4 separate regions of the Mus musculus genome follow, and regions 1, 3 and 4 are each linked to region 2. A link is a contact called in public Hi-C, HiChIP or PLAC-seq and promoter capture Hi-C data. All regions are on one chromosome and are shown on one strand. Each heading gives the region's core, a stretch centred on a gene start, on an enhancer-like site or on the middle of the called end of the contact. The rest is flanking DNA. Distances are from core to core; before and after follow the strand shown.

Evidence for each region. Promoter capture Hi-C pulls out the DNA fragments that hold promoters and counts their contacts. A called contact is a pair of places that touch in the nucleus more often than the background predicts. HiChIP or PLAC-seq counts read pairs in DNA pulled down with a chosen protein or histone mark.
Region 1: a contact with region 2 is called in a Hi-C map of muscle stem cells, with 2.5 times the contacts expected there. The contact joins the promoter of Man1a2 here to the promoter of Igsf3 in region 2. A contact is called at or near these places in 2 of 484 Hi-C or Micro-C datasets (embryonic stem cells and muscle stem cells) and 2 of 115 datasets of contacts at active chromatin or transcription factors (bone marrow-derived macrophages and memory CD8 T cells).
Region 3: a promoter capture Hi-C map of pre-B cells shows a contact between it and region 2, with 2.8 times the contacts expected there. The contact joins the promoter of Vtcn1 here to the promoter of Igsf3 in region 2. A contact is called at or near these places in 2 of 39 promoter capture datasets (hippocampal neurons and pre-B cells) and 1 of 115 datasets of contacts at active chromatin or transcription factors (memory CD8 T cells).
Region 4: an H3K27ac HiChIP or PLAC-seq map of thymic regulatory T cells shows a contact between it and region 2, with 4 times the contacts expected there. The contact joins the promoter of Tent5c here to the promoter of Igsf3 in region 2. A contact is called at or near these places in 1 of 39 promoter capture datasets (pre-B cells), 1 of 484 Hi-C or Micro-C datasets (muscle stem cells) and 2 of 115 datasets of contacts at active chromatin or transcription factors (memory CD8 T cells and thymic regulatory T cells).

Annotation. Positions count from the first base shown.
Region 1 is chr3:100,682,543-100,688,243 of GRCm38.p6, reverse strand. It overlaps Man1a2 (mannosidase, alpha, class 1A, member 2), which reads left to right and starts at 2,771. Exons shown (of 13, transcript NM_010763.2): 1 at 2,771-3,683. The coding sequence starts at 3,382.
Region 2 is chr3:101,375,255-101,381,238 of GRCm38.p6, reverse strand. It overlaps Igsf3 (immunoglobulin superfamily, member 3), which reads right to left and starts at 4,114. Exons shown (of 11, transcript NM_207205.2): 1 at 4,037-4,114; 2 at 2,747-3,433. The coding sequence starts at 2,789.
Region 3 is chr3:100,821,739-100,827,915 of GRCm38.p6, reverse strand. It overlaps Vtcn1 (V-set domain containing T cell activation inhibitor 1), which reads right to left and starts at 2,457. Exons shown (of 6, transcript NM_178594.3): 1 at 2,326-2,457. The coding sequence starts at 2,357. It overlaps Gm32720 (a long non-coding RNA gene), which reads left to right and starts at 1,348. Exons shown (of 3, transcript XR_375902.2): 1 at 1,348-1,677; 2 at 2,910-3,098.
Region 4 is chr3:100,485,035-100,491,101 of GRCm38.p6, reverse strand. Tent5c (terminal nucleotidyltransferase 5C) reads left to right here and starts at 1,910. Exons shown (of 2, transcript NM_001142952.1): 1 at 1,910-2,008.

The DNA.
Region 1 (5,701 bases), core at 1,522-4,021, 690 kb after region 2:
GCTTCTCCCCATCCCTGAGTTTTGCTTAAAATCGGGCTAGGTGATGATACTTCATCTAGGAAGCCTGGATCAAGGTCAAAACTGTTTTGTTTTGTTCTGTAAACAACGAAGAGTCAATATGAAGTTAATACACACGAGGAGCTCTGATATTGCAGTGCTTGAGTGGATCCCGGGAATGGTCCTATCAGTTTGAAACCTGGAAGGATACATTTTATTTTGTTAACATTTAATAATTCTGATCTCGTAAAATATGAATTAACTTAAATAGATTTGTAAAAGGGAAATTACTGTTTTATCTGCCACTTTGGAACCTTGTCTACATCTTTGATCAAAGCCTAACTAAGCTTTGAAAATGAAATATTCTCTTTAGGCATCTGAAATGAAATTCCTCTTTGTTGAATACTTACCCCCTACCCCCACCCCAGTTCACCTTCTCTGCTTTCTGTGGATTGCCCTCACATGGAGGGATCAGTCTGTGTTCAACCTGGTCTGACTGGATCCACCTCCTGAAATTTGACCTTCACTTTCTCAAGTACCATTCTTTATAAATTTTTAATTTAATTAATTATAAATGCAATGCAAACAGAACACATGGGGAAAATTATATATAATACCAATGTCTTAAGAGTTATAATCTTTTCTAAATATTTCCCTTTACTGTATTTATATGCATATTCTTATATACTTGTAACCATAATGAATACATTTGCAGCTTGTTTTTTAAAAAACATTCTTTTAACACCTTCTTTTTAGAAGTGAAAGAAAATGGAAAGGGGAGTCAGGGGAAGAAGACAGAGGGAGAGTTGGAGAGGTAGAGAGGGGAGGAGGCAAAAGGGGGAGGGAGCAAGAATTGGTAATGGTTTGGAGGCTAGTGTAGGAGTGTGACAAAATAGTTGGCTGTATTTGAGTATCTACAAAAATCTGTAAAATTAACACTTTAATCTCTCAGAGAAAAATAGGCAAGGACAAGAAAGAGGACAAGGCATACAGAAGACTCTTCATCAGCTATAAGTCTGGAACTTCCAATGTCACATTTGTAGAATGTTTGGTTTTGGTAAATTTTTCTTGCAGCTAACTGTAGTGTTAGCTAGGTAATAATAACTTCTCAAGGTTTATACAACTTGCTGTCTCGTTCAGAGGTTGGTGTTTTATTTCCATCTTCTCGTGGAAATGAGTGACCTCAACCGTCGGAGCACAGTGTTCCTTTTGGTTGGGCTCTCAACATTAGAGATCTATGAGACAGTCACACTGTATGAACTCCGCAGTTTCTAACATCCATTCACGTGTCTCACTCAAATCTCATTCACTTTGGATCCAGCGGTGGCCCTTGGGAACACGTTTACATCTTGTGCTGGCTTTATTTTGTAAACCAATGACTTCTTTTGTCCTGTGGTAGGAAGGTAGGGTTTGCAGAGCTTCTAGAAATGCCTAGTGGAATGTAGTTCTGAATCCTGCCAAGGGACATGAAGTTTTCCTTGATTTCTAAGGCTGACTTCCCACCCCTGCCATTTATGGGCCTCCTCTCCAATTGCCAGCTACCAGTTAGGATGTGTGCAAGGAACAGAAGGTAAATTTAAGAAAAAAAAAAAAAGCTAAATGCAAACTAGATGCAAGAATACATATGCATTGCTAAGAAGCCTATATTATACTTTATCACAACCTGGTTCTTCTCAATATTACAGATAACAGAATTGACTCAGATTGTTTCAAGCCTCAACTTCAACAATATTGTCCTTTTGGGTTTTAACACCTGCTCATTCATTCATCTTTGTTATCTTTGCGGGGGGAATGGTAGTGGTGGTGGTGAAGATGACTATAGAGTGTATATATAGTCTTGGGACTGAACCACCAGGAATCTCCTGTCTGACCTAGGTCGTCCGATTCCTCAGAAAGGAACCCAGTAGAAAGCGCAGGGCTGCCATTTTAACACGAATCCGGCACGTGGCCGGTGCCACCTCCTTCTTCAACCAGCCTCGCGTGCCCAAGAACGCGTGGAAGTTTGAGACCTTGATGTTGAACCCCGGCCCCGAGTCACTGATAACTGAGGGAGGCATCAGCCTTGGCCCCCGTAACCCGTCAGTCCCAGGAACCCCACATTCCAGCGCCACTTTCGCGATCCAAGCGCCTGGTCCTCCTCGTCCGGCCGCCGGGGCTTCCGGGGGCTCCGGGCTCTCGGCAGCGGCCAGGCCCGAGCGGCCCGGCGGGCGGGGGAGGGGCGCGGCGGCCGGGAGCGTGCGCGCGCACCTCACACTCCGCCGCCCGGGGACGCCCACTCGCGAGTCGGGGCGGCTAGCCGGGCCCGCGCCCCCCACGGCCGAGCCGCTCGGCCCAACCGGTGTCGGCCGCGCAGCCGCTCTGTTCTCCTCCGGCCTCCACAGGCCAGGGACCAGCCCAGGGCCGCGGACCCGCGCCGCAGTCAGCGCGAGCGTGCGAGCCACCCGAGGCCGGGCCCTGCCGGAGCCGCCCTGCGGCCGCGGGAGGCGCGGCTGCTCGCTCGCGCGCGACCGGCCGCCCTCCCTCCCGCCCGCCTCTCCCAGGCGGTGCGAGGAATGAGCCGGCGCCGGCCCCGGGCTGTCGGTCTGAGGGCCGCGGCCCGGCTACCTCGCACGCCGCCACCGAGGCGCAGGGGCTCGGCCGCCGCGGCTGGGCTCGGCCGAGAAGCGGGCGGCGGGGCTAGCTGAGGAGGAGGAGGAGGAGGAGGAGGAGGAGGAAGAGAAGAAGGAGGAGGAGCCGGGTGGGGGCGGCCGCTCGGCTGAGGAGGAAGTTCCGCTCCTGACAGAGCGCGCGGCGGCGCGGGCGCTGTAGTGTTCGGGACGCCGTCGCCCTCGCGGCCTCGGCTGAGGGTCGTCGCTGCTACGCCCGGCGCCGCTGCTTGGAAGCCGCGGAGGCTGCGGAGCGGTGGAGCGGAGGAGGCTCCGGAGGGGACCGAGTGGAACCGACCTACTGCAACTCGTCGTCTTCGCCGGGCGCCTCCCGGGGCGGGCAGCCGCCTCTGAGCATCGCGCCGGGGCGCGGGCATGGCAGAACCCACCTTGCAGCTTCTCTGCGGTGTGGCTCGCCCGATCCACTCTCGGGAATGAAGAGGAGACTCGCGATCATCCGGTGAGGCACCGAGAGCCAAATGGCGAGAAGATCTGACGGGACAGAAACCAACGATCGCTTGGGAGGTCACCCGGGCTTCTGGATGTAATCGGAGAGCGTGAAAGAGGTGGCCTCGTAAATAATAATAATAATAAAAAAGCACAACAATCCTTTGAGAGGAGGGAAATTGAGTTTATTCTTTTTTTTTTTTTGGCCGAGGTTTTGAGAAACGGTTCGATGTGTTGTACGTTTGATATAAGATGAGAACTTTATAAAGTATTCCGTCCAAGAGCCTAAACGATGACTACCCCAGCGCTGCTGCCCCTCTCTGGTCGTAGGATACCACCTTTGAACCTGGGGCCGCCCTCCTTCCCACATCACAGGGCTACCTTGAGACTCTCCGAGAAGTTTATCCTTCTCCTCATCCTTAGTGCCTTCATCACCCTGTGTTTTGGGGCATTCTTCTTCCTTCCAGACTCTTCAAAACACAAACGCTTTGATCTGGGCTTAGAAGATGTGTTAATTCCTCACGTAGATGCCGGCAAAGGAGCTAAAAACCCCGGCGTCTTCCTGATCCATGGACCCGACGAACACAGACACAGGTTCGTTTGTTACTTAAATTATGGTACTTCCTTTTGGGAGAGCAAGGTACAGTTCACTGCTTTCTTGTCTCTCCCCCCTCCCCCTCCTGCCCCTGTGAATGATCAGGGTGTTGAACGTTGTTGGTTCAGAGCTGCCTGGGTAGAACCATACATAGACTGGAAGGACTCCTAGGGTTCCTTGGTTTTTCCCGGCAGAACGAAGTGTTCAGTCAGACTCTTCTGCTGTGGACAGCAGGGAGCGGAGATACAGGGAGTCAGCATGCGCGTATTGAGAACGTGTTTCTGCCTTTCTGCCACCATGTGAAGTCACTGAATCTTGACAGCTTGCTAGACTTTGCTCAGCCACCAAGTCCCAATCTCTGGCTTGTGCTCTGATTTTTTTTTTTTTTTTTAAATGTTAAAAGGTGGGGTGTGTATATCCCTAACCATAATTTGGCCAGTTATTCTGAATTGAGCCCTTGGCAGGGTATAATCAAGATGAAATGAAATGGAAGCTCTGCTTCCAGCCTTTAAGTCATTTCTAGATCTTTACCTAAAAGGAGACTTTGGAGACAATTCGCTTTTTCCAAACACCTCTCTCCTCTCATAAGCTAATTCTTGAATGTGTGAAAGAGAAGTATGTATGAGACTTCACCCGAATGGTAGAACCCCTGTAGAAAATGGGTAGTGGTTTTAACCTAGTGTGAGGATTTTGAAAAAGCCTAGGTTCAAATGTGAGCCTAAGTTAAATATTTGGGACAATACACTATTGTAATGAGGGCGTTCTCACTTTGTCTGTGAAGTTAATAATTACTTGCTTGCTAGTTCATTGACTTTTGGCCTTATTGGAGTACTTCTAATAATACAGTTTCATACCATTTTTCTATACTTTGGGATATTTGATATTTTCAACTTACATACTTTAAGAGGTTTTTCTTTAAAACTTCCCTTGCTTTGTAACTGTGAAAAACCTTACTTGGTCTGGGAAATATTTGCTGAAAAAGAAACGTTGTTTTTCTGGACCTTATTTCCCATGGTATGTATATATGATGCAATGAACATTTGGGAAAAAAATGTTCAGAGCTTTTTGACAGCAGTGATGTATTAATGTCATTTAGCTATTATGATCTGCTGTCGTGTACTGATAAGTGGCTTCCTTTATATTTTATATGGGTAGAAGTTTGCAAATTTTTACTTTAAAATTGATATTAAGAGAGTTAAGAAAAGTTCTCAACTAGTTGAAGTTAAAATACATTCAAATGAAAGTGTGTTTATGTTCATTGTACTGCACAAATTCAAAAGAATCGTTTAAGTCTCATAAGTAACAGTTCTTAAACTTTATAGCCCAGGAATATACATATATTAGAGCCCAGGAATATGTGTGTATTTATTGTTACTCAGAACCCCTGGTTCCTGAGTTTGGCAGTGGGAACAGAGTTGTAATGGCCAAGGGGTGGTTATTGAGCTGCATTTTCAGCTTGGGATAGGAAGAGTCAGGGTGACGGAAAGGACACTGTGCTGTTGGATTTGCTTGCCTACCAGCTCAGAGAATCAACTCCTGTGTGGGGAGTTGAAGCAGTGAAGGAGGCAGTGCTAACGCTGGCTGTGGCAGGAACAGTTTGTGCTGCTCTTTGTTTACACTTTGTTGTTGCTTCCTCTCACCTGAAAACAGTCTGCTTGGAATAATTTTACTTTGAGCAAGGAATACGTTTAAAATGACAGAAACTAATGTGCAAATATGATCTTGATTAAAAGTAATTCAGAAAGATAGTCTTATAGAATTATTTGTAACTAAGATCATACTTATTTTGTGTGTAGTATCTTAGAAGGTAAAAATTGTGTTATGTGTGTGTGTGTTGTGTGCATGCTAGGGACAGGGTTGGGGAGCCTTGCAAATGGAGGGCATTAATTCTTGTTACTAGTGTTTAAGAGATACTCGTTGGGATAATGTTTCTTTCTGAATGCATAGTTAGTGTAGTACCTTGGTGTTTTAGTTCAGTTGTTAGTCATTTTACACTGACTAAAATTTGTGAGTTTTT
Region 2 (5,984 bases), core at 2,865-5,364:
CTGCTGCCATCTTTCCATGTCACATTTACACACATGGCTTCACCCAGGCACAGACACGTGCCATTCACCCCAGCTCATACTCAGATGATCTCTGTCTCTGTCTCTGTCTCTCTCTCTCTCTTTCTCTCTCTCTCTCTCTCCTGCCCCTCTGGCTCCATCCATTCCAGCCAGTGAAGACTCTGCTGTTCACCAGCCCAGGTCTAAGATGCCTTTGGAATGGAAATGAGGAGGTTGTAGCAGCCAATGGATAAGCTTGGAGGAGCCACCTGGGACTCCAAAGGACAGGAGACTCAGCAGTCAGGAGAATAGGGACAAAGACTTGAATCATCAATGTCCTAAACAGGCAATAAAAGCCTGTTTTATTGAACCAAACTCCAGACACTGGCAGAGGAAGGGAGCAGAAATGCACAAGCCTGCCGGTCACATACATCTCACAGATTCACCCAGTGGCCCTCCTCCCAGGGTCACAAGATTTTCTACCTCGGATTTGCAGTCTCTGGAAGGTCATTTCCTCTACCTGCCTTCTTTCCACAGCACTTAGACCGACTCAACTTTTAAAGTTTTATTCCAGGTATGTGATCCACATGGGTTCAAAACCTTGGATTCTTTATTACTGTTTCAAACTCACACTACGCATTAATTCACATCACACAGCAGGAATGCTAACTACATGAATCAGACCATGCCAGGCGGCTACCAGACAGGAGTGTGTTTTTGTTCTCTCCCTAAACGTGCTGTGCTTCTTCCAGGTTAAGACTACTAGTACAAGGCAGGCCTCCCAAACCATGCAGTCTCAGCTCTCAGATGATAGGCCGGGAGCTTGAGAGTCCCTCAGAGGGGCTCAGAATGGGGTAGGCATTAGTGTGTCTGTCCAGGGTTCCAAATCTCTCCACTGTCACACAGATCTGGCCTTCTACCCCAGGAACCCTTTCCAGTCACCTGGAGACTTAGCTTCCTCCAGGGCCTCTCTAGGGTGGGTGGGATGGGGTAGAGGGAAAATGACTGCATTCACTGTATGCCAGGGTTCCAGCTCCCCTCCACAGAGGGACCTGGAGAGGGGAGAGCAGGGAGACCAGCAGGCAGCCTCACATTTCCTCAACAGCCAAAAAGGGAAAAAAAGAAAGAAAGAAAAGAAACAAAAGGCACAAATGTCATAGTTCCCTGTCTTCCCATTGGTGGCTCCTTCTGCCCGGAGCCCCACCCTCAATCACACAGCCAAGCCTGGGAAGTGCGGTGCGGGGGTGGGGCTTTCCCAGTTTGTGTCCTTTTCAATCTCCATGAATCACCAACTGCTGATTCAAGCTGAGACACTGTGACAAATACTGTACAACACATATAAATATAGTCTCATAAAGAGGCTGGCCAAGAGAAGCCTGGCTCCTAACTTCCTTCACCTGAGCACACAGGAGACATGGAGATTCTGCCACCTAACAACAGGACAAACCGACTAACTGCACAGCCAGCCACACACGTGTGCCTGTGCATATGTGCTGGGCAGGGAAGGGCTGCCACTAATGAACTCACAACCCAGGGAATTTGGATTCACTGCTCTGAGGTGGTTGCCAAAGATTTTTTTAAGATGCCTTAAAGATACCAACCTGTGCCTAAGTGTGAGCACCTCCGAATGAGCGCACTGGTTGGAGTTTCAAACATGTTGCGAAGCAATCAAGATTTTTTTTTTCTTTTTTTTCTTTTTTAGGATAGTTTACATCCCTTAAATGCAGACTTGGGATGTCTTACTGGGACTCACATGTGAATCAAGATGAAGCTGAGATGGGAATTCAAGACTAAAGTCCATCCTCATTCCGGATGCCTGTTAACTTTTATAAGGGTGCAGATAATTCAGAGACAACCTCCACGGATAAATCCTGTAAGTGCAAGAAACCTAGAATGGAGACGCGAGCGACCAGCTGCAGGAACTTCTCTGAATGCAGAGAAGGGGGGGTGTGTGTCCATTCTTGAGGTCTGAGGTGAGAAGGCACCAGGTGCCAGCTATGGAGTTTAGGAGAAACCAGAGCATTGGAAAATACATAGTGGAGATTGCTCAACATCATACCAGGAAGAGACCAGGGGATGGCGGCCTGCAGAGAGGACTGGGGGCTCACTTCTGAGACCACGGTTTCTCCCTCCTACTTGGGGACTTCAGCCTTCTTTCTCTGAGGGCATGAAAACCGATCCTAACACAACCCCTGGCCAGGCAGCACCCTGCCTTCAGCTTCACCTCCCACAAGGACTATGAGCTGGACTTCCTTGGTGAGGAGACACAGAACCAGTGTCTTCAATACACACTTAGCCTACAGACTTCTTAGGGAAAACAAAGCAGCCCTTCAGCCCCCATCCCACCCACTCCCACCTTTCCCCTCCAAAAACAACAACAAAAAAAAAGCACCATTATTCATGAAAGCACAGTTCCCAATATGTTGTAACTTCCCTGGAACCTATGCAGACACACACAAAAGTAAAGACACTGGAAGCCCTCAATCCACACAGCAACCCTAAGCCACAGCCTTGCAAGTGAGGGGCTTTAACCCAAAGGCCCTGGACAGCTTAAAGACAACCAGTATGCCACCGTTCTTGATGGGTCGGAAACAAACAGACCCTCTTGGTACTTTAATCCACTCTGTCACACTCTGGCTAACCCCCTCTGCCTCCCAAAATGCTGTGTTGATGGGAGAGAACCACAAGGAATTAGCAATGAGATCGGGTTAAACTTTCACAGCTATAGAACTGATAAGCAGTCACTTACCCAGCACAGCCAGACAGCTCAACACTGGGAAAAAGCACTTCATGTCGGCGGCAGCGGCAGCAGGAAAAGGACACTGCACAGGGCACCGTGCTTTTCCCACCGCCTAATCTCTCATTACTGCCAATCCACTTATAGCTCCAGGGAACAGTTTGGAAACAGAACTTCACAGGGAAAATGAGAGCCAGTCAAAGACAGAGTAGTCAGAAGGAGGGAGTTGGGGGCAGGGGAGGGGAGTGGCGTGGCGTGTGCAATAGAGTCCTCTATGCCTAAGGCAGGGGCCAGAGCAATTCCGAAGGCGCTCAAGGTTTCTGCCACATTGTATATGCCTTGCAGACTCCACCGGAACTATGGATTCTGGTGGATTAATCCTCGAGGAAAACGGGAGGAAAGAGTCTGAGAAAATCCTTTCATGCGCTGATTATACAGAAATGTCCTTGGCTTCGCAGTGAAGGTGTCTGAGATCGCTCATTCGGATCCCCCAAAGGGAACCAGGCAGGTTTTGTCAAAACCCAAGACAGCCAAAACACCCGGATTGGTAAAGACACTTCGGATTTCTTCATCAAAAAGTCCATCTCCATCCATAGTGAGAGGTCACGGTACCGTCACCTGCCCCAGAACCTCCCAGGGCACACGAAGTAAGCTGGCATTTGATAGCTCGAGAGTGGTCCCACAAAAGCCCGCAGATTCCTAAAACAAACACAACAGACATTTATCTAAGGCCAACACAACCGCCGCAAAACCGAGAGAGGCCAAAGCACCCGACTGGCCAGCCGAGCCACCTGGGTCCCTTCCCTGGGCGAGGGCAGCCCATGTGTGCATCCTGACCTTGTACAAATCTTACCTTCCGTTCCCCACGCCTCAGTTTCCCCGCCCAGAGCAGGGCAATTATGATTGTTCTCAAAACACTTTCACCAAATGCCTCTCTCACTCGCGGGCTTTTCCCGTCACGGTTTACGGAGCGGGGCGCGGCAGGCAGCCCCACCCTCGGCAGCGCGGGTCGCCACGGGGCTGGCGCGGGGCCGCGACTCGGGGCGCCGACCGTGGGAGCCGGGGCGCGCCGCGTCCCAGGTGGCCCGCTATTGTTTTACCTCCCCGGCGGTTGAGTCTGAGACACTGGCAAAGAAAAGGGTCCGAAAAGGGGCTCGGGGCTCCGCTTGCGGCAAGCTGAGCCCGCCCGGCGCGATCCGGCTCCGACGGAGAAAGGGGCTTGGGCCCGGGGCGGGACGCCGATCGCCACGCCACAGTCCCCGCGCCCCCAACCCGGATCCGCGCCCGCCCGCCCGCGCTCACCTCGCCCGGGGCCCCGCAGCTCCCAGCAACCGAACGCTCGCCGGTCCTGTGTCCCGCACGCCTCCCAAGACGCACGGCTTCCTCCTCGCCTCCCGCAGCGGCTCAGGCCGTCCTGCTCCCGCCCCGCCCCAGGCCCCGCCCTCCAGCTCCGGCCTGGCCCGCAGCTCCCCGCGAGGCGAGCAAGGGCGAAGGCGGTGGCCTCACGGGGACACGCCCCCGGAACGCCCCGCCCACCGCCCCGGCGCTCTCTGGCTGCACCCGCACGCAGCTGCGGACCACCTGGGATGAGCTGATGGAAAGTTAACCTGGGGTTCGCGCCCCAAGGGCCCCTCCCAAAGCCCAGGCTCCCGGGGACGCGTCTTTCGCCCGGTAAACAATAGCAAAACGCTTCGCTGGAGACTTGAGTCTATTTCTATAACAAACCTCCACATTGTGCTTCACTCTAGCATAATCTGGACCCCAGAGACAGCCTAGGTTCATAGCCTTAGCTTCTGTGTTGCTTAACCTCTCTGTGCCTCAGTCTGCTCATCTGTCACAAAGAGTAAATAAGCTCTGCTTAATAGGGTTGTGTGAGGTGTCCACGTCATTCTTGTAAAGCACTTAGCGGAATGCCTCATATGTCAAAAGCACTCAGTTACAAATGAACTGTCATTAGTTTCTTAACAGTGCTATCCATGCAAGTGGCACCATACTTACTCAATATTATCAAACACAAGGAGCTAAAAACGACTCGTTACAGGAGCAGGTTGGATCGTACTGCCCTTGCAGACTTGTGATCTACTTGGGAACACTAACAGTAGGCCATACATAAATGGTGTGGAATGAACCCATTCCAACACTGTGTTCCTGGGGTGAAGTGCTGGGCTGGGTAAGGCCCAGGAAGCCTTGTCCTAGAGAAAACGGAGTATAAAACCACGGAACAAGGGAGGAGGGGTACAGAGGACAATGATAGGCCCTGGAAACATAACTTTATATGCCCAGAGAAGAAAGATTCAGTACCTATGAGAAAAAGCCCTGTGGGACCCTAACTAGACTGGAGGAAAGACTGACAGGAAGAGTTATAACAAAAAATCGGAAGGGGGGGGGAGGGCTGGGCTTTAAGCTTACGCCCAGGAGAAAGCCCCTGAATGGTTTGAGTAAGGACCTGTAGCAATCAGAGCTCCATTTTAGAAAAAGCACTTGACCTAGGATTGGAGGGTGGGTGGGAGAGTTTTCCCGGAATATTAAAGATGTTGTGGTGGATCATGGCTGAAAAATCCAGGAAATAGAAGTAACCACACAGGCAGCTATGGGAACAGAGAGGCCCTGGCAATCAGGGGGTGGGCTCCATGGAATGTCTAGGTGGGTGTGAGAGAGGCTCAGTGTCTGAGATCAGGATTCAGAGACGGAAGGATGAAGGTTGGAGTTTGAGGGGTCCAAGCCCTTTATCTGACTGACAGCCATGTCCAAAGACGCCACCAGTGGATTTCAGAGCTCAGAGAGGGGCTTACAAAGTGTTTTCATCCTATTGGACGGAGTGACAGCAGACCACTGTACTGAAAGAATGCGTTGATGGGCTGGGAAGATGGCTTGTTTGCTAAAGCGCCTGCCATGGAATCGTGAGGGCCTGAGTTTGGTTCTCAGAATCCATGTTAAAAACAAAACAGAAGAAAAATGTGTCTGATACTTGAGGGACCATGCCTGAGGTTGTTGTCCTCTGGGTTTTCCACACTTGGGCATTTAGATGGACACATATCCATACACAAAATGAATATACTGATAACTCACTCATCCCCCCCCCCCCAATTCAATACCTCTATTGTACAAGACAATGAAGATCTTGCCACAGTGGAGGCCCAGATAACTGTGAAGTCTTTATCTGTCCTTTCCCCTCCCCCATGGCTGTAAATTTCTTGAAGGCAGTCTGCCCCGTAATTATCCTGTATCCCCAAACAACTTTTGGAATTTG
Region 3 (6,177 bases), core at 1,208-3,707, 550 kb after region 2:
ACTAATTCATTTTTCAAGAAGCAACCCAGATATTTGGCTTAGGAAAACTTCCCTGATGCATCGGGCAAGGAAGGGCTCCAATTGCATTCTGAGCCTATCATCCCATAACAAAGGAATGAGATCACGGAGACTCCTTCTCTAGTGTCAGACCCTTGTCAGCATCTTGGTCATCTTTGTCCCAGTGCCTAGTGCAACACCCATCAGAGAACAGACACCCGGTTATACTGTTCACCAGAACATATGCTCTCAGATTAGTGATCCTGACCTCCACCCTTGGACTCCAAGCAGCACTTGACAAATGGTCCATTAGTGACTGCTGGTGCCATGGACAGCCATGATGGCAGGAGAATCTGGATCACACAGCTCCTCATGTGCCAGGGCATTCTTTCCCCGAAGCATACATATTCTGAGAGAGAGGATGAAAGGATCAAACTCTAGTAAGGGAGCAATCTGCTGGGTCTGCAGAAGATGGGATGGCAGGCCCTCCCATGAGCTATGTCTTGGAACTATCAATGAGAGGAGCGATTATGAATAAAGGGGATTATGGCAAAGAAAGGAGATTAGTTGGCACTGAGAGAGGACACTGGGTTCGCCAAATAGGTTCTGTTTGTATCTAGAGAAAAGCTTTCTGATCCCACTATCCATTGAGATGATCAGGGTCCCTCTTCCCTGTCTGTCACCCTTGTGGCTTGTCCCTGATTTTGCAACTGCAACATTTAAATGGTGAACAAGGCAACCAGGGTCACTAAGAGAAGCCTCTGTTGATCCTAGTGGGTCACTAAATCTTAGAGGGTGGGGGGACCCACATTTTGAACACCCACCTCTGGCTGATCCTCCAGCAAAACCAGTCTGGCTGGTTGCAATGTATTATTAGAAAGCCCACGTGCCTGACCTTGGAACAACAGAGACACTTGTTTCCCATCCTGGAGAACCTAAGCTTGGGTGGTAGAGGAGGAAAGCCATGGCGGGAACAGGAGCAAGCTCCTCAGAGGGTTCTCAGAGAGTGGGTTTAAAGCTGCCCCACCCCTTATGTATATAGCTTCAGGGCTATGAAGAGCCTTTACAAGGGGTAATGAGATTCAAGACGCCAACAAAGTACCTAGTATGCTGGTGCTTTCAAAATGCTAGCTCCTGACACGGGTGCTTCCGACTGCCATCCAGACAGGCTGAGGCTTCTGGACAAAGATGATTGACACCTGTTGCTCCTCAGGGCGTTGGCCCAGCACAGTGAGGGAGGGGTGCTGTCCAGAGCCCCTCTCTGCTGATCCTGCAGAGCCTCTGCCCCGCCTCTTGCTGAACATGAGTGAGGGAGGTGGAGTTCTCTTTTAAGGGAGGAATTTTCTAGGCTGTGTGGGAAGTGATGTTCTTTACAGACTTTTCATTGTTAATCACTCTCCTTTCTGCCACCTCACCCTCCTTTTCTTTTCTTAACTGGAAGAGGCACATGAAATTGGAAGACTGGGTCTTCAAACAACCCCTAGAACCAGCATGTGTGTCTTCCTAAAAACTGTTAATGAGTTAGGACTGACACTGAAATCATCATCTATTTCCTAGTGGGGGAGAAGGAGATTGGAGGATGGGCCAGGCCGCCACCACCACCACCACCACCATCACCATCAACAACAACAACTACAACAACAAAATCCTTTCATTTTCCATCTCTTTTCAATCAGAAAGGTAAATGATGTCCTAACGGGGAACCTGGAGTATAGCTGAGGAACAGTAGGCGGCAGGTGGGCATGCGTCTTTTTATTGTATTTTATTTTAATTTGTCTAGTGGGTTATGTAGCAATAACCATCAGGGTGTCCTTTCTGGGCTCTCCTGGGAAAATGAGGGACCCCCACCTTGCAGCCGAGATTGGGCTGGAGCTGGGTGTTAGTGTGAGACTGCAGAGACAGTATGCCCACAGGAAAGTGTTGAAACACGTCTGTCTGTCTGCCTGCCTGCTCACCACCAGCCCTGCTCTCCATCCAACCTCTGCAGCTCCATGAACTGGGTTTACTGTGCCTGAACATCTCAGCTGAGTCCTCAGTGTGGAACACACAGTTTTCAGTCCACAGCTGCCTTAGTAGGGATGAGTCTTTCATAAGAAAGAAATCACCTACCAGAACCTTCCCTGAGTCTGGGCAGTTGCTCAGGGCTGCTAAAGTTGCTTATTAACCTCTTCCTCTCCCAGTGCTGGACCGGATAAAGTGCAAGTGTGACCCTGTAGCACAGCCCACAGGTTCTTAGCACCTCCCAAAGACCCCACCCCTGTTCTCAATTTAGGGAGAGAGAGAGAGAGAGAGAGAGAGAGAGAGAGAGAGAGAGAGAGAGAGGATTACCTCCAAAAGATGATCTGCCCCAAGGAAGCCATGGAGAGGGAGTTCCTTCCCACAGTCCTGCTGTGTGTGGGGCCAGATTTTGGTGAGTGGAGCTGCCTGCCTGCTGCTGCCCTCCTGGGTGTTGTGACTCACATCGGGTTCCTTTGTGCTGTCTTTAAATAGTGCAGGCTGGGAGGGGTGCATGTAGCTGTGGACGGCTCAGGTATGAGGAAATAGCTCCGTGAAGCCAAGGCCCAGGGATGCCTTTCTAGGCCCTGACCTGTGAAAGGGTGAGGAGAAGTTTCCCAGTCTCTACCTCGGGGCTTGAATTCATACAGGTCGCTATCTTTCAATTGCACAAGGCCACAAGGAGGATCTAAACTCACTGTCTGAGGAATTCCAGGAAGCTGCAGGGTTGGTAGAAATGCTGATCCCTGCTGGTGTTGACCTCAGACCTTGGCTGGGTCACCCGTGATAGAGTTTCTCTCTCATGCATCTGATCCCTGCTGGTGCTGACCTGAGACAGCAGACTAGGTTGTGCCCCCCCCCCCCATGCCTCCCCTAGAATCATTCTCTACGTTCAATTTCTGCTGGTGTACTCACAGAGAGGCCATGAGCTGAAGCTACAAGAACCCTGGTGTGCCCTGGTGTTGAAGAACTCTGACAAAGCTAAGTGAGGAGATCTGATTTCCTTTCAGGGAGAGGGTGAGGGGACCTGTCCCTACTCCCATTTCTTAATGCTGCTTTGAGGTTCCAGAGATGTTGAGAATATATTGCACAGAAAATTATTCAAGGTGAGTGGATAGCATTCTGAATTTCATGGCAAGGCAGCTCTCTCTCTCTCTCTCTCTCTCTCTCTCTCTCTCTCTCTCCCTCCCTCCCTCCCTCCCTCCCTCCCTCCCTCCCTCCCTCCCTCCCTCCTGTCTTTGAAATGGGTCTCACACTGTAGCCCTGGCTGGCTGGCTTGAAACTTACTAGTTTCACAATTGTAGCCCAGGCTACCTCATACTTCTATCAATCCTCCTGCCTCAGCCCCTGAGCACTGGGATCACAACCTAGGATGCTTTGAAAAGAATAAAGCTTGCTTCCTGCGTACCTCTTCTACCCTTGGAAGGGGAATGAATGCCTTTGATGATTAGGTAACTTTCCCAGGCCTTCTATGGCCAACCCAGAATGGGTCAGGGACTTTGGGAACCAGCAGAGAGTGGAGCTGAGAAGGAGAGAAGACTGAGTGGCAAGAGGAGAAAACTTCAGAAGAGAGGACTGAGCTTGGCAGTCAAGCACAGGGAGGTTGATTTCCTGGGTGGTCTCAAGAACACTTTGCCTTTCTCTAAAGCAGGGGTTCTCAGCCTTCCTAATGCTATGACCTTTTAATACTGTTCCTTGTATTGTGCTGACCCCAACCACACAATTATTTTCATTGCTACTTCATAACTGTAATTTTGCTACTGTTATGAATCCCGATGTAAATACCTGATATGCAGGCTGTCTGATACATGGCCCCTCCTAGGGGTTATGATGGCAGGTTGAGAACCAGTGCTCTGAAGCGTCCCTTAGGGAGTTAGCAGGTTTAGAAGAGGCCCCCTGTGCTTGTCCTCTCCCTGAAATAAGCAAAGAGCAACACCCTGGAACCTATGCAGTGTCCATGAAGATGGGTCCTTCCAGGGTTCAGGAAGCTGAGGTCCCTAGAGGCCATAGTTTCCTTAGATCTATACATTCTGAGCAAGAGCACAAAGGTCCAACCACTCGATGAGCTCTGAAAGGAGCGGCTCCACCTCCAACACTCCTCCAGCCACCACATGTCATCGCTAAGGTCTGAGGAAGGTCCTGGAAGGAAACAAGACAACTCCAAACACAGGGGTCTGGGGGAGATGTCATTGGGGGCAGGTGCACACTGCCCCGTAAGGAAGGTAAGGAGCTAAAGAAGCCACAGGCTGCACAGTGGGCGTTGCCACAGCAGGGATGCAAGCTGAAGAACATTCTGCCATCTCTGGAGAAGCAAACTGACATCACTCCAGTTCTGGCTGTGAAACAGAAACAGTGAACATATTTTTAAAAATGGCAAAGGGCATTGTGGTGTGTGTGTATACAGAGAGAAAGACAGACAGACAGACAGACAGATAGACAGACAGAAGCTTTGCTCCCTCTCCAGCCCTTGAGGGACACCCACTGTTCTCTGTGACTCTGCTAATGCCCCCCACCCTGCCCAGTCATCCTCACTCTCCCCTCAGCCATGGGCTTCCCTGTGATTGTGTCCTCTGGCCACTCTTCCCACAGCACCATGTCCCTAGAGTGCCCTCAGCTGCTGCTCTGCTCCGCTTCAGCTGCCCTGTATCTGGACTCCTGAGCACCTGTGTCCTCAGCTCAGGTCCTTTGAGCTCTGGCTCCTTACAGCCAGCTGCTGAGTCGTCATCTCTCCACTGGGCTCTCCCCTAGAGACTCCACAACTTCATCTGCATCTGCCGCCTGACCCATCTTCCTTGTTACAGCATTCAGAACACAGCAACCTTGCCGGCTGTTTGTTGTAGAGGTCAAGGGGAATGTGCCCTCTGCCCTCTGAAAGGTCAAGGAAATAAGTCTGCAAAGAGAGATTACAAAGAAAAGATTAAAAAAAAATTGATTAACTTCCAAAAGGAGAAAGGTGCGCACAGGGAGACTCACAGGAGTGATTAGTCACTCACTTAACTTTATTAAAACCCATCATGCTCTGCTTGCTTTAAGGACAGTTCAGAGAGAGGCTCATAGTGCTTATCAGAGGACTAGGAGATTTCCAAGCAGTCTCATTGGAATTTAAATGTACAGAAGGAAAAGATATTATCTTCTCATTCTTTCTGACCTCTGTGGGGCTTCGTGGTAGGGTAGAGGGCAGCCCACTCTTAAAAGAGATGGGGAATTCCAGAGTTTCCACCCAGCCTTGAGTGGGCAGAAGCAAGCTTTCCCTTTAGGTCACATGCTTCATGTGTCTTCACACACCATATTTGGGTGATATCAAAAAGCGTCACCCTTGCCCCCCTCTTCTCTTGTTCCGCATATCCCTACATCCAGCCATCTCCCGATTCTCCCTCTTGGATGACTTTGCTATGGTGGTCTGAACAAAGTAGCCCAGGCTGGGCAGCCCCAACCACAGGGCTTTATCCCTTCTCGATTCTGAAGGCTCTAAGTCTGGGGATGATGCACTGGCAGCTCTCTCTCTCTCTCTCTTTCTCTCTCTCCTGAGGTCCCTCACAGCAGCGTGGGGTCTTCTCCAGAATCTTTCTCTACACAGCTGCTTCCTCGTCTCATCCTCCTACCAGGACAGCGGCCATATTTAACTAAGGCCTGGCCTGAAGGCCTCACTTGAGTCTCATGGCTTCTTTGCTGGCTCTGTCTTCTGAGTGCTGACATTCTGAGGTTCTTTAAGGGTCAAGCTCAAGGGTCTTGGAGAGAGATAATTCAAATGGCAGCGTTCCTTTATACATCCAATTCCTTTACACGCTCCTTTATACGTTTTACTCTCCAATATGACTAGGCTCCCACTAGTTTCCAATTGATTATTAAATTTATTTTATTACTTAAATTATTAAACTTATTAAAATAATTTAGTGGCTTGGTGAGATGGTTCAGTGAGTAAAGTGTTCACTGTGTAAGGGCAAGGACCTGAATTTAACACCGCCTCCCCCCAGAAGTTCAAGTAAAGCCAGACACAGCAATTTGTATCTGAATCCTCAGTGATGCAGTGAGATGGGAGAGAGAGATTGGAGAATCTCTGGAAACTCACAGCCAGCTGACCTGGTGTAAACAACAGCAACGACCCTCACATGCACATACACACACACACACACACACACATACACACACACGCACACACACGCACACACTTCTTTTGAGGTGGAG
Region 4 (6,067 bases), core at 661-3,160, 890 kb after region 2:
AACGGACTGTCCAAAACCTGAAGCAAATGAAGTGCCTATCAGACGGTAAGCTGAGGGCATAAAGTGTTGGTTATTTAATGAATATGCAGTGGTGAAGAATGAGCCACGGTTACATACAACACCACAGAGAAATCTCACGGAGAGAAAAATGTTCACCCTCTGTTTCCCCATGAATAGTTCAAATACCAGAACAATTGACATATGAAGACTGAGTTCTTAATATTGGTAACCCTGCAATCTATTGAGTGACAGGGGCCATGGCTAAGCTGGAAATGTTCTGGGTGACAGCTCTGTGAGTACACACACCCATCATTTTGTACACAATAAAAGACACTGTGAGATCAGAAAGGGCTCACATTATCAACAAAAAAGCTGGCCATATATCCTGAATTTGTGTTCAAGAACATGTAAGTTCTCATACTGATGTCTTACACTGTTTTAGTTTTGGGAATTCGCCTCCCCTACCAGAGAAAGCATGTGCATGTGTGAGAACTCTTCATAGCCTAGCAGACACTGCTGGATACGGATACTCACGCTCCACAGAGGTGGAGAGGGCAGAAGAGAGCACCGATTCGGGAAGCCATCTAGGCCCCAGTACCCAGGAGAGGGTCAAACGAAACTCAACAAGTGTTTATTAACGACTGCTTTCTGATTTATTTAGTACCTGGCATGAACTTTTTAGCAAGCAGTGCATGATTAATAGCTATTTCCATAATATTGATCTCACGGTTATCTCGTCCTTCCTCCCATAATACAGATGGGAAATAGTGTTTTTGGAGGATAGGTCAAGACGGTCAGTAAAGCTGGGCGTGGTAGACCACGCCTATAATCCCAGCAGTTGGGAGGTGCACAGAGGTGGATCAGTTAAAGGTGAGCCAAGGCTACTTAGAGGCCTGTCTGGGGTTCAGGAGGCATTGTCTTAAAATAAAGACCAAACCACAATAGCTTCTTGCAAGGCCTTCCGGGTAATTAAGTGGTGAAGGAGAGTTCCACAGCGGAGCCATCAACTATGTGTGTGTGAGTGAGTGAGTGAGTGAGTGAGTGTGTGTGTGTGTGTGTGTGTGAGCCATCAACTATGTGTGTGTGAGTGAGTGAGTGAGTGAGTGTGTGTGTGTGTGTGTGTGTGTGTGTGTGTGTGTGTGTGTGTGTGTGTCCCACACCTGCGAGCAGTAACAAGCAGCAAAGACCAGCGCTGCTCTCTGGAGAGCTGAGCTGCTGTGCTTAAGGCTTTGGCGATAGCTTCCCGGGATCGCCAATTGCACACAGGTGGTCCGCGCGGCCACAGCTGCTTCCTTCCCCCCAGGACCACGACCTCACCTCCAGCCAATTTGTTCGAGGAATCAGAAAGATTTTTCCAGGGCCCACCTAAGAGTTTTCCGACTTCACAAACACCGCGCGAGGCAGGCGTGGGCTTCCACTCCCGGCTCCCGGAAACCAGAGAGCACTGGGGCGAGGAGCGCCTAAAAGTTTGAAAGAAGACGCGCCCGCCAGGGAGCAAGCGGGGTAGAGGGAAGGACAGTCTAGGCAAGGGAAAGCTAAAGAAGACGGCAGAGTGGAGCGGAGAGGACAGAGGAAAATTGTGCCCTCAACCCCAAAGTTAGTTCGCCGCCCACAAAGCACCTCTCTATTGCGCCTGCGCAACGCTGCCTCTTGGTCACCCCGCCCCTTTGCGCCGCCCGAGGTTTACTCGTCTCTCGGCAACCATTGACCCGAGGAGCCAATCAGAGGGCGGCGTTCGTCCGGCCCCCCGCCGTCAGCGCGGGGCGCAAGGATCCCGCGGGGCCCCGGCCGGCGCGCCCCGCCCTGGCTCCCCCGGGAGGCCGGCCGCGGGGCGGGGGCAGGGGCGGGGAGGCGCGGGGGAGTGGTCAGGCCGGTTAAGATCGGAGGGGGCGGCGGCCGGACCGCTCACTCGCCGCAGCTGTCTAGGGGCCGCAGTCTCCGCTCCGCTCCTGCTGGGGGCTGCCCACGCCAACCACCTGCCTCAGTCACCTCCTCTTCCAACGCCCAGGTGAGTCCACACTCCCCTCCTCCGCAGGTGGGAGGATGCTGCTGCGGTCCTCCGGGGCGGGGGGGGCGGGGGGGGCCGCGCTTTCCCGCTTAGGGTCAGTCCCGGCAGAGCCTGGTGGCATGCCCCGGGGATGGAGGAGAGATGCCAGCAGGTGTCAGGACCCGCCTGGCTCCCGCGTCCCTCACGCAAACTTTCCTCTGTGAAGGAGGCAAACTTTTCGGAGACCGTGGCCGGGCTTTGGCAAACTTGGGCGAGTTCCTGCTGCCCCGGCAGCCGGAGTGTAGGGGGCTCTTTCCCTGCACCTAGTCGGTGCTCCGGCTCTGAGCTGCGCCCCTGTGGCGCGCACACCGAGCCCGGAACCCGGGCGATTTTGAACCCCGCGGTTTTGGCGGCGCAGATGAAGACGCAGCGGTCGGGGCTAAAGCCTGGCCGGCGAGGGGAGGGCAGTTTCCTGGGCTCGGTGCCCGGGATGGCGGCTGAGATCCTTCTCCCTTTGGGACTGTGGACACCCAGCGCGGCCAAATGATCGAAGCTGCGCGTCTCTCGGAAACTTCTCGAGAATTCAGCGGCTGTGAAACCTGGTTCCTCCCCTTTGGGGATCGAAAGTCGCTTACTGCGTAGGCTGAAAGCCATGTAGTCAGTCCGTTGACTCTGATAGCGGTGCTGTCGGTGGCTTAGAGGCGCGGCTCCCGGATCGTCCGGGTCAGGGAACTTCTTTAGCGCAGTTTGCGAGGAGGGTGAGAGCCTTCTCCATAGGAAGAAGTTGAGGAACCTGCAGTACCAGCTGGTAGCCTTTACACCTAGCGCGGGCAGGCTGGAGGGCAGGAGACCGCAAAGTCCTGGAGGGCTGGTGAGGAAATGCCTAGTTGGTTTTTCAAGAACGCAAAACTTCCACCAGCATCGATTGTCATCCCTAGGTGGTCTAGGCCTCTTTTCTCTCCTCTCAACCTTTAATGTGGAGAAACCGTTCAGAGCCCGGACCCAAGTCTTAAGCCCCTCCCTCAATTGAGGATAAAGTGCTTACAACGAAAGATTTAATAGACTTACTGATTTTTTAAGAATAGCTGTGTATGTAATAGTTTGAATTATGACGAGTTTGGTGTTCTGGAAATAAAGTTAAGATGGTCAAATCCTCCTAAATTAGGTCCCCAGCTGCCCCGCTACTCTGGGAAGGAGGGTGACGGTGGCCATTGCTGGCTACAACAACTTCCACTGTAATTTGCTTGGCAAGGCAGCGAGGGAGCCAGAAAGCTAGCCAGGCAGCCAAGAGGGTGGTAGGAAGGCTTACCAAGAATTCTATCTTGCTGGAAGTCACCAGAGGTGTGATTGTTTTTCCACATCTTACCCCGCAGTCGAAGGGTGTGGGGTGAGGAGTAACGAAGAGCCACTTTTCTCTCCCAGCTGCTACAGCTGGACCACCAGTGGTCCTGTCCTCTGCTGGCCTTGTTTGTGGGGATGGAGGGCTTAGTATCTTAGTATCCGGATCGGACAGCTGAAACCTTCTCTCTGAAGAGACACTTTGGTTTAAGAAGCTTTTAGATGGAGAGTTCGATGTGTGGAATAATTGTCCCAGGATCTGCACAGGATGTTGCTTACTATAGTTAAAATTGTGGGGGTTGTTGAGCGATCTCTAGACTGTTACTAAAAGAAAGGTCCCGAAGTTTTATGAGTAACTTTAGTGTGTGCACCTAGAACAAACAGTCACACTCTTTAGTCTGAGTTTCTCCCATAATACCTACCTTGTATCTAGAGATTAAGTTTGTGAACTCAGAAGGGAGGACTTGGCTCCTGGCCTGTTGGTCTGAGTGTGAGTGGAGTGCCAAGGGCTCGCTCTCCAGCTTTTCCAGCTCTGCTGCAAGTATAGCTACCAAGCTTTCTGCAGGACTTCCAGCCTCTGCCCTCCATCACCAACCCCAGTGGGGATGCATCCCCCAGTGTCCAAGGGCAGGCAGATTATACTTGCTTTGCATTGCCCATGGGAAAGTCCAGGAACCACTCAGCAATGAAAGCAATTTAAAAGGGGACTGTTGAGCCCTGTTGTACTATTAGTTAGGCTCAGCTGCAACAAAACTGGAAAGCTGCATTGAATGTTTCCTTTCTCCCTCCCTCCCTCCTGCCCTCCCTTCCCAGCTTCATCTACTAAGTAGTACCCTGTCTCTATCTCTCTTCTATGCTATGCTGTCGTAGAATCAGCCATGGAAGAAGGACAGCCTATATTATTAAGAAAAGCTGTAGAAGCAGAGATGGGCTAAGAGTTAAGATGATGGCTAGGGGGTTCTTATCTCTTTCCTGGCCTCCTGGACACTCTCTCCTCTCTCTTCTATCTCTCTCTGAATGTTTGGAGATTAATAGGGAGTGAGTCAGAATCTGAGGTGTTTCTTGGTTTAAAACTAGTCTGTTGGTTTTTTCTCATTATTGAGGTAACCGGCGAATAGGGGAGATGCCTTCTACCATCCCACTGTTTTGACTGTAGCTGTTGAAATCGTATTATGATGGCACCAGCTTTTCCATATTTGACGACGTGCTTGTGAGTTTAAAGCTACTTGAGAAAAGCTGACCTTCTAATTTCTTGAACCTGAGGTTTCTCCCGCTTTGTAACCTTTTGACTGGATGCGTTCATTGAAAGGGAGTTTTGGCTTAGAGTTCAAAAGGTTTATAGACAACATCTTTACATAACTCAGCTTTGTAATGGGAGTCTTCTGAAGTGTTTCAAATTAATATTCTGTACAGCTGGGCCCTGGGAGCTTGTTCTTGAAGTGTTTGCAGAGCGTTTTGAAACAACAGGGGGAAAAAAGCCCTTCCTATGAAGAAGTAATTACTGACACGAAGCAGCTCTGTGTAAGGGTGTTTTGTGGTTTCAGAGCATTTTGCACTGTGGTCCCTTTTTCTTGGATAATGGAGGTTGGGTCAGAAGGTGCTTCCTAGGTGGTATGTGCCAGGTGCCAGCCAGGCAGGCCAAGGGAATGATAGGCGAAAGGCCTGCCTGTGGAAGAGCTTTAGAGGTGAGCTCAGCTGGCCTGACTTTCTGATATACTTGAAGAACTTGTTTTTCTCTCAGTTGTCCTTGCACGTGGACCCCAGAAAAGTGTGGGTTTGTGGTCACTGCAAAGTCCTCACCCCTGCCTAGAAAGTGCATGCATGGCCTTGTGTGCAGACATGCGTCTGTCATGTGAATGCACACTCTCTCTGCTGGGTGCTGCCTGCTGTTCTTTGCGCAGGCGGAAGCATGCTTGAAGTGGCTGTCCTGCTGGATCAAGGGACTAGATGGAGCTTGCTTTCTGTGTCAGGAGCGCCTGGTTTAAAAGGCTGGATGATGTCTTGATCTTTTCAGTGAAACCTCTGTAGTGTAGGCTTGGAGCAGAGGAAAGGTGCCTGCATTGACCAACAGCTGAAACTCCTAAGGCTGGCCGGCTTCTAGCCCCACCCCTGAGCACCTCAGCCCTCCCTGTCCTCCCAGCCCCAGCTTGCTCTCTCTCTCTCTCCCCTGTGTTCACTCAGCTGCTTGCTCTGCTGACTCTTTCGTTTTGACTTTTTTGTTTCTCACTGTCCTCGCTGACCTGGTTTAGAGGGGACTGTGGACAGGAGCTAGATGAGAGCATCAGCCCGCCTCCCTGGCTCTGGCCAGTGCTCAGTCCTGTGTACTTGGAGCACTCAGCGCCTAGGATCTGCCCATCCCTGAGGACTCTAACCCTAACCCTAACCCTAACCCTAACCCTAACCCTAACCCTAACCCTAACCCTAACCCTGCCTTCCTCCAAGATTGTTATTTCCTGATGCTTTTTTTTTTTGCTGTCCCATGGGCAGGTCTTCCTTAGCTGGCCTCCTTTGCTGTGCAAAATACAGACTTAGATATTGGGAGAGAAAAAAATAAACAAAAAACTGAACACAGTCCATTCCCCCTGATCTCTGTGAAGGCTCTGATGGATCTCTCCTCTGAGAGGACTGCTTCACCATTCACCATACATCTCTCTACTCCAGTGTGTTATAGGATTTTTTTTTTCACATTTTCTTGTTTTTAAAAATTTAAAAATTTTAACATTGAACTGAAGGGCATTGTTG